2 separate regions of the Athene noctua genome follow, and region 1 is linked to region 2. A link is a contact called in public Hi-C data. All regions are on one chromosome and are shown on one strand. The core of a region is the stretch at or near the end of the contact, and the rest is flanking DNA. Distances in the headings are between cores, read along the strand shown. Region 1 holds the start of GPX8 (glutathione peroxidase 8 (putative)). Region 2 holds the start of HSPB3 (heat shock protein family B (small) member 3).

Region 1 (5,072 bases), core at 1,761-4,260, 270 kb before region 2:
TGATTCTTAGAAACAACAGGTTGAATTTTGCCATTGGACTACACTTGTAATGTCATGACTTTAAGGGGACAGACACCATGGCAAGCAAATGGGTATGGTAAAGCTCATGTCATGGAGGCTCTGGCCCAGATAGTAGTTATGTCTTTGAGTTGTTGTATCTAGGATCAGTCCTAGATAACCCCATCTCTGAATATTATTCTAGTGTTCATCAGTGCATATGAGTAACTCGTGCAAAGTGCAAACACATAGGAAGCTGGACATTATCTGAGGAAAGGTGAGGGCACAAACCTTGAACTGGTCCAACAAAATGCCTTATTGCTATGAACAAGGAACAGTTGTGTAAAGGCCTTGGCATCATGTTTGTGCTACTGGTGGATTCTTTTTGCTCCAGACTAGCTAACAGTGCTGAACAAATTGTAGCTATCAGTCACAGTTACAAGGGGCTGTAGAATGAGGGTGTTCAACCTTCTGATTGTCAAGACAGCTATGTGAAGAAAACAGGTGCTGCTTTAATTTGTTGCACAGTAATTTCATGTGAAGCAGAAGAATGCAAGAAAAGACAGACCTTGTTTCAAAATATTTAAGTACCAGAGCATCTTTCTCCTTGTGGGTGAACAGTATGACAAATAAGAACTGAGTGAATATGGCTGTTCTGCTTCTGTATAGGTATTAATGTCTGATACTGGTTGCACTAGTAGTTAGAATCTAGATTTATCCCACCCAGCTGCTACCTGTGTGCTCTAGTCTCCTCTATAATGAACTGAGAGTCACCTCCAGAGTGCATTCAATTTCACTGGACATGAGGAAGCTCAGAGCAGTGAGGCTTTACCTGACATCTTTGGTGGCATGCCAAAGGGGAGGTAGGAAGACAGTTACAGTGACAATGGTGACCACTTAAATAGCTCCTAAATCATAATAATTTTCAAGTATGAGAGTTATCATAGAGGATATGGCAAGAAGCAACAGACTTAAGTGATGTAAGAAAGATTTCATTTAGATGTTGAAATAGCTTTCTGACAAGAGGGGCAGTGAAGAACTGGAGTAGAGTGAGGTTTTGGAATCTCTCATATGACTACAGTAATTCTGTCATGGGGCAGGGAGATGGAATACAAGTTCAGGCCTTCTACCTTATTTGCTAGTTAAAATGATGTGATAGAGAAGGGTTATGTTCTAAATATTCTGTCTTTCATATATCAGTGTTTAGTATGGGTCAAAGACCTGGCCAAAGCTCTGCAAAATTCGGAGAGGCTTTTCAAATTACCTTTGGGTCTGTGAGCTCTTTGGTCAGCTGAAGAGTTTCATTTTGCTTGTGAGAGTATGGGGCAGTAAGTCAGTAAATGCTTACTGTAACAGCAGTATTTGTGCAAGTGGGTTTTGCAGGCTGGGCCTGAAGTTCACAAGTCAAATTAATGCAAATCAGTGATTATATATAAACTATGGTGTATATATGATCCTGCTTTACAATACGGTTTACATAAAGGTGGTCATATGACTGTACTAAAAAAGGAATCTTCTCATCTGCATGTGTTTGTGTAAAATCTTCCAGTAATTATACAACCCTCCATGGTTATACTTTTATCCATAAGTAAAGGTGTTTTTCAACAACAGTCACATAATGTGAAATGGGATTTTGTAGGTTGGAGTCTTTACACTCAAGTTTATACATCCACAAAATGGATGTTTCTAGCTGGGCAGGTCACAGTAGGCTGATTTTATAATTGGGGAGGAGAAACAGATGCTTTCAGGGTACAACTCTTAAGACCAAATTTTTAATGTCCACATTGAAACAAGATAAATTGTATGCTGAGTGCCTTTTTCTCTCCGTGGACTGTGAAGACTATGATGTTTCCTCACAAACTCAGACTGGAATTTAGGGAGAACACCATGATTATAGGCAGCTTGATAGAGAAAACAAAACAGTTACCTATTAGAAATTTAAAGGCAGGCTCTGCTTCTGATCCTAGGATCTTGATTTTGTGGAAGACAGGGAAGGTTACTCCATAGTTTCCTTTAGCAAAAGATTCTATTTCCTGGCTTGAGCTAGGCTCTGATTCTCCGAACTGGTTGCAGGGAAAAGCCAGCACAGTGAAGTGGGAGGGACCAAACTCTCTGTGTAGTTCTTGCAGTGCGATGTAATTTTTGTCTGTGTGTTGGCAGTAACTGGCCACGTTTACAACCAAAGTTGCCTTTAGAGAAATAATGTTATAGTAGTAAGAAAAAAGCCTAGAGGTGACAGATTACAATTAAGTCTTAAAATGGCATTTCCTACTACCCATTTTGCCAGAAGGCCAAATTTAGTTTGTCTGATCATAATTTCATTAAACAGATAAGGATCATAGCAGCACAAGATATTTACTTGCAGACAACCCGTTTTAAAAATCCAGTAAATGGATAAACCAATTTATGGCTTTGTTTAAATATAAGCAGTTAAAAAAGCAGGTATTTAGGACAGGCAGTAAAATCATATTTATTAGATCAACTTCCAGAATTCAACACAACATGCTACCATTCTTAAGTAAGATTAAAATGCACAAATTATATTGTTAGGCTATATTGATTTATAATAAGGAATATAAAAAAAGCATATTTCTTGATTTATTAGATCAAATACGTCATTCCTGGAGCAGGCCTCGATAAATGTCTCTCCAGCTTACTGTTTGAAGAAATTTAGGACAAATCTCTGCCAAAAATTCCCACAAACTTTTTGTTTACCTACAAATGGACAGCCGTTTATTCAGTAAAGATTCAAGACAAAGATAAAATGCAGTTGTAACTTACTTTCCCTCTGTACTTCTCCAAGGGAACGATCCTTCCTCGTGAATCCTTGACTTCAAAAGAATAAAAATCTTTGATTTTAGGTTTAAAAAATCTGAGTTGCAGCAGGCAGAGAATGGCAGTACACAAAACCATTGACAGAAAGACAACAAAGACCCTGGCTTTCGGCACTGAGTATTTTAGAGGATAAGTAGTTGTGAGAGGCTCCATTTTCGGAATCTTTGGAGAGGAGCCTGGGCAGGCCTGGAATGTGAAGGAGGAGCTGAAATACGAAACTCACAGCTCGGACTTGAAAGAGCAAGCTGCTGATTTTTGTCCCTGTTGCAGAAGTGGCTGTTTCATGTCACAATGCATCTGTTGGGCTTCAGAGCTCTTGAGTAAATTGCAGAAATCTCTCCGGTGGGGAAAAAATGAAAATAATGAAATGTGTGTTCCCATCACCTAAGGATGCTGAGTGTTCTGTTCAACTTGCCAAACTGTGGGATACAGTTTGTCTGTACGCTGTCTTGAGAGCTGCTGGGGCCTCTTGTGGGTCTGTAGCACAGCTCTAGCACATCCCCTGGGCCTCTCAGTTGTCCCTGACAGAGCTGTTCAGCAGCAGTCTGCTATCAGACTGACCTTGGAGAAGCAGTCTGGGGACCAGCTCTTCAGGTAGAAGGAAGGGCAGTATGGCTGAAACCACTGTGTTCACAGCCTCAGTCCTGCCTGTTACCTGTTGGTGTGGGACTACAGGCAACTTTGTTTGTAAAACTCTTTTACAGCACACAGGGCAGAGAAGAACTTGTTTCTAGGCTGGCATAGGGGAAGATAATACTTTTTTTTGTAATGGCAGCAGGGGCTGATGATGGAAAATGGGTTGCTTTTTCTATTGCTACCAGCTAACTGGCAACTAGCTGTCTGAGATGAGAAGATGGAAGATCTGTATGAGAGAAGACAGAGTTAGCTGAAAATCTCAGGTATAAGCCAGGCAGCTGCAGAGGTGTTTTGCTGAGGCTATTGTGAAAGACACTGAACTTTAGAGTTGCACAAGTCTGGTGTCTTATTTGTCTTTATTTTTTTGTTTTATATTTTAAAGATGTTTGCCTGTAGCTCTTGGTTTCTGAAGATACATACCACATAGTGGTTAGAACTCAGTTACGGAAAAAACAATTTTCTCTGTCTTCCTTCATGTCTTCCCTTGCTCAGTTCATCTTCTTTGTTTCTGTCCATTTGCTATTCCCTCCCTTCCTTTCAGCTTTCAGGGTTTTGTTTTGTCTTGCTCACATTTCTGTTCTTGGGCTTGTCTAAGCTATAATTTACCTTTCAGACCATGTTGCTTGTCAGTCTCTGCTAATGTTCTTCTCCTCCCAGTCTAAACCACTGTTGAAAAGTGATTTCTGTCTCCAATATTTTTCTTATCACACTGATTTTTTTGCACTTAGAGGCTACAAGGATGAAAATAGAATGGGACTTTCTGAAGGTGAAAAGTGGAGTCTGGGTGTCTGATTTTCAGTGATTTTGGTATCACCTCAACTATCATTGATTTGTACATTATGATAGTGGTATGTTCAACCATTTCTATAATCTCAATATAGCTGAAGTCCCATGTGGCTTTTGTTTAACAAGACTGTATAGTGAGTCTCACACACTTCTATGTAACAGAGATGCTTGGGAAACACTGTGACATTTCAGTGTTTGTATGGGTCTTCTGTGTGGTGAGGACACGTGAGGCTTGATCTCTGCCTGGAAGTGAGGCCTGTGAGCATGGTGTTTTGGTGGTGGAGACAGAAAAGGCACAGCCTTCTGTGCTCAGATGGATAAAGCTGTACTCAGCAGGGAAGCACAGGTGACTAATGCTGACTTTAAAAGGAAGTTTGAATGTGTTTGATTTCAGAAAATCCATGCGAGATCCTGGTGTCTAAGTTATGTCTCAACACTTGTAATTTGCATCTAATATTATTTCAGAAATTAAAAAATTACAAGTCTTAATACATCAGAAGTATTTACTGGTGTACCTAGTAATGATCTAGAAGCCTATTATACTTGCTGTGCTTCCTTACTATTGTTAATCTCACCTAAAACATTGCTTTAAAACTGTCTGAAAAGCAAAATCTTGTCTTCAATATTACTTAGGCTCTTACATTTCAAATTCTGATACATTCTTATGTTGTTTTTCTGACACACTACTCTATGAATGAATTTGAAAGTAAGAAATGTAATATTTCTCTAATATACCTTAATATATTAAAAAGTGTATGATAACATTAAAAATAACATGTGCAAGCCACAGTGTTGGTGAGAAGATTCAGAAATCAAAA
Region 2 (5,019 bases), core at 383-2,882:
TTTTTTTCATCTCTACCACTCTCATTAAATGAGAGACACTAGGACAGAAATTAAACCTGTGTGTGTAGTAAGGAACTCTTATAATTAGACTCATGTAGAGCCCATGTTCATACAAGGAGTGTGAGAATGCATATAGGCAGAAAAATTTGCTCCTGAAGACGCAGCTATGGGATCTCAGCCTAAACTGTCAAGCAAGATGAAGAATTAAATATTCATCTGATTGAAAAACAAGACTACCTAAAATGCATAACAATAAAGGCATTTGTGCTAGAGTAATGCCTTTTTATTACCAGGACTTCACAAAGGAGAATTTGATCCTTTTGAGAACTCATAAGCAATACATTTTTTCTTCAGTTGCTAATCGATAGCAGAATATGCTAAACAAAATCTATTTTCTCAATGTCTTTTAATGTTTTCTTTTAAATTAATTTGTCTTTGACAGAAATTATCATTTCTACTTACTGTATGTTCAAGCAAATGTAGTCAGTGATTATTCTTTTTTCTTATAGTTTCAAACATGCAACACACTTCTAAAAAGCAATCTCACAAGGTTTTTTTTGTAAATAAGCTTGAACTGTGGAAATAGTGGTTTTATTTTTCTTGATAGTATCCTTCAGTTCATGTGCTTCTCCAGAGCCTAAGGAAGAAGAATTTGATCTCAAAAATTACAAAAACCAGATTTTTTCAGAATGTAAATTAAATTTCTATATGACTCACAACCTGTCTGTTGCTTCATTAATGATTATGACTATGTATGACAAATGCTTATTCCCTAGAAATGCAACTCCTCCTACTGAACTCATAAATATGCTTTATCTTCAATATGTTGTCAAATAGATTATTTTTTTCTCTTGCTGTGACTAACCTAAATTTTATTCCATTCAAAAAGCCCAGCTTTCCAACGTGTGTGAAGCTAGAGGCAAGCAGTCTAACATTTCACATCAAACAATAAACAGCATAATGAAAAATATATACAAATATTTTCCTTTACTGTAATATAGCCACATGCTTATTACACTCTGCAGTGTTATTACTTGAATAATATTATTTTGTTATATTAAGAATGATTTTATCTCACCAATAAACTATGGTCAAGGTTCTAATTGTTTCCCACCGAGTTCTTCATTTCAACAACCAAAATGCCATCATGGCAGAAAAGCGCAGACAAGTCTTTGTTCTCCACTCCATTAGGTAACTTGTATTGTCTGGTAAAGCTTCTGGATATGAAACCGTGTTCATCCATCCTGGGTCCATGCTGAGCTTTGATCAGGAGCCAGCCTTCAAAAGTCTGAATAATGATATCTTCGGGGCGGAACTGCACAACATCCAGCAAGACCTTAAAGTGTGTGTTTTCCTCTTCCTGGCCACTCTTCCTGGTGCCAGCTATACTTTGTGTGATACACCTTCTGTTGTTCAGTGTAGCTGTGGAAGGGCCTGGCAAAGCGTATAAAGAGTGGTCCAATTTGTGTGCTTCCAGCTCTTGGACAGCAAACTGCTCTTGGTAGCGTACAGGAGTTTCCACCCAGTGTCTTATAACAGCTTCTGCCATTGTTGAGGCAGAAAGAGAAGTTGCTGCTCCTGTTGCTTTGGGAAAGCTGCAAAGTCAGAGCAAACTCTTCCCAGTCATATGCCTTACCCACAGACTAGTTTATCAGTTGATGTCGTCTTTCACTTTTAGCACAGGCAGAGCTTAGCGTTTAATAGGGTGTGCTGTGCTCCAGTGCCAGGAGACTAGTTTCATCTTTTATCCACTAACAATAGAGCACTATTTATAGGGCTTGGGTCTTGAGTGGCTTAAACACATGCACAGCTTTCATGCATAAGCAGTAAAAGCAAAATGTTAGTGCACATCCGATTACTGCAAAATTGTGCTGTTTGTAGTTATGAATAATGAGAGACAAATAATGTGACTCTTTGATGTAAGTAGAAGTTTAATGATTCTGTTTTGCCAAGGGATACATGGCAATAGATACCAACTGTATTTCTTCTAACTGAAATATAAAGTTACTTGAGGAAGGGATTTAAATTAGCTTGACAGTAGGAACAGAGCAGATTTCAGGTTAGGTAAACTATAAAATTATGAAGTGCACTGAATGTTGTTGCAGAAGTTGCGCACAGGTGAAATACGGGCATGGTTAACCATGTTACTGGTGGGAGGAGGGAACCATGTCTCTGCCCAAAGAGGGGGTGCCTGAAGGGCTAAGCCTGCAATCTCAGTGACCTAGAACACAGCAGAGCCTTCTCCAGTGTGTCAGGGAGTCAGACTCAAGAGTGAAGGGAGAATTATAGGGAAAGATCATGTTTCACAGCTTCCAGGAGAGGGCAGAGTTATTTTTCCTCAGCAGAATAGTAAAGACGACTCCAAATCCTTAATGATATCACGTTGTCCCAGTAACCTTCATCTTCGGGGGCTTAACAGCTTGAATCTATGATCCCATCTACCACATGTGTCTGGGGAGCAAGACTGATGACCTCAAAAGCTGTCTGTGGTGTAATCTTATTGCTATTCTGTGATCTCAGGACAAATAGTACCTACAAGTGTTAATAGTTTGGTTAAAAAGATCTTAGAGGAAAGTGCAGTGAAAAGGCAAAAGCATTTCCAAATTTCAGTACATTTGCTAGAAAATCCCTCTAGCTGGGCTTGGTAATGTAAAGCAGAATGCATTATGGCATCTGATGATGGAAACTCCCTCAGTTGCACTAATGCTAGAAATAATCAAATGAGATACTTTTATTCCTTCTTGTTTGGCTACTGTTGTTCAGAGCTCTGTTACTCTCTTGTCCTTACATCTTCCATTACTATAAAAATGGCGAGTCAGTTTATATAGGATATTTGATTGCTAATGGACTCACAGAGGCAGTTGAATTTCAACAGCTATCAGAAATGAACTTCTGCACTGAGTCGACAGCAGAACAGGCTTAGCAGATATATCTATAATTAAAGTTCTAGGGTTGCTATTTTATTTTAAACTCATGGAGGCCGAACTGCAAGGTAAGGAAATTTTGAAAGATAGATCAAAGGTTCAAGATAACTTAGATTAATGGCCAACCATTTAATTGAGCATTGTGAGAAGGAGAGTTATGATACTTTATTTAGCTATTAGTCTTTCTTCTGTCAAACTGTCCTCCAGATATCATTTAAAAATGCAATTCCAAATGTATAGCTTGCTAAAGTAGTAATAAAAATAATCTGGAGTGTTGCCCATTATCTGTTAAGCAGCTGGTTTTTGTTTTGCTAGCCAATGATTCACTTGATGAGGAAACTTTAACCCTGAAGTGAAGCAGTGTGCCTGATTGGTTATGATATTATGCTTTTAGAGACGCTTAAAATTATTACTGTCTCTGCTGAATTCTGTGATGATAGCCTGACTTACTTTACTTCAGTTTTACACTTCATTAATAAATGTACTGTGCAGGAATACTGAATTCTTTTTATTTTTTATTTTAATTATTCCCACCTTCTCTGGGAAAAGGTAAACTTGCCTATACTTACATTGTAAATGAAAACAGAAATCACCACCTCAGTGCAGCTCACTGTGGGACAGTTATATTTATTCCCAGAAACAGTTGCATTAGTCTTTCAAATGTCTATGTTTAGTGCACTTGTAACTCTCTGCCTGGTCTAATTAGCAAGAAAGATGCTTTGAATACCCTTTAAATTCATAGGATCCCTTTCTACTCTGCAGGACGAGAAATCAGAAAGATTTTGGTAATGAATCCATTAGACTCTGCTCTCCCAACCTGCTCTCTCCTTGGTCCCAGCCCCCTCTTCTCTCTGCCACCAAAGGGATCAGGAATTAGCACCATCTTTCTTACCTCTTCGTTACTAACAGCGAGCATATATCAACTGAAGAAAAGAAAATACCCTTGAAATGCGAACATCTCAGCAATTCAGAATATATTTTCAGGTTTTCAGATTTAAATACAGACGTGGTGTTGTAAATACTGAGTAACTTTTGATGCCTATGCTGCTATACTCTTCAAATATATACAGCACATTTCAGTCAAGCAATGCATTTTAATAACAGTTGACTTCAGAACAGATCCGGCAGGAGCAGGATCGATGTCCTTAATTACCAGCTCAGTGCCTCGGATTTTCTTTCCTGTTTTTTCTGAGCATTCGAAGGCCACGGCACAGCCCGGGGCGGGAGGGGAACCACCGACTGCCGTGGGAAGTATTGCAGAGCCGTTCTTTGCAAAGCTGAAGTGAGGCAGTTAGTTATCCCGGCCTTGCACTTGTCAGTCCATGCTCTCTTTCACTGAGCGCACATATTTGTGTTCTCTATCTCTTGCAGATTTTTAAAGGAAAGGAATGGGATCCGTTCGCAACTTGCAACGGTTGACTGGAAGAACCACGGTGCCAGTATAAATGGATCACACCGACATCTTGTGGTTGGACGAGAAAATAGCTGCGAAAAGAAATCACAAGCAGCCTGCTGCATGCTAATACCAGGTATCACTATCAGTCTGTGAGATACTTGTGGAAAGACAAATAAAAAGAAGAAACCCGCAAGATTTTAACTTACAGGAGGCTATTTTCCAGATAATATAAGCTTCTTTCTCAGTATTTTGGAGGAGGGGGATGATTCATGTTGAACTTAATGGAAAATACAGAAAGCAGACATTCTTGTAAAGTTGTATTGTAAATTGCAAAAATGTAAGGTACACAAACTCATGATAATAACACATTTTGGATGTATATATTTAAGAAATACAGGCACGTCCTGATTGACACAGCTTTAAAATAATAGATTTCCTTGTTGCAATTCCCTTCATGCTTGATTCCCCAAAGAGAAGTATGTATTTCAGCTACCATTCAGTAGCTGCTGAAAGGGAAGAAAAGGGAAAAGGCTGGCAGAATGAAATGAACAAAAACTCTTCTAGCAAAAGCTAACAGGCTAATTTCAAATGAGAGCCATGTAATTATCCAAATGAATTTAGTCAGAGCACTGCAATTACTTTTAACAAAGCACCCAAGGACGCCACTCATGATTTACTTCACATGTCATTCAGAAGAGA

The links. A called contact is a pair of places that touch in the nucleus more often than the background predicts.
Region 1: a Hi-C map of heart shows a contact between it and region 2, with 4 times the contacts expected there. The contact joins the promoter of GPX8 here to the promoter of HSPB3 in region 2. A contact is called at or near these places in 2 of 2 Hi-C or Micro-C datasets (heart and liver).

The regions. Positions count from the first base shown.
Region 1 is chrZ:20,100,540-20,105,611 of bAthNoc1.hap1.1, reverse strand. GPX8 (glutathione peroxidase 8 (putative)) reads right to left here and starts at 3,010. Exons shown (of 2, transcript XM_074931949.1): 1 at 2,779-3,010. The coding sequence starts at 2,985. It overlaps CDC20B (cell division cycle 20B), which reads left to right and starts at 4,308. Exons shown (of 11, transcript XM_074931558.1): 1 at 4,308-4,316. The coding sequence starts at 4,308.
Region 2 is chrZ:19,832,499-19,837,517 of bAthNoc1.hap1.1, reverse strand. HSPB3 (heat shock protein family B (small) member 3) reads right to left here and starts at 1,632. Exons shown (of 2, transcript XM_074932226.1): 1 at 1,079-1,632; 2 at 1-637. The coding sequence starts at 1,549. The coding sequence ends at 1,100.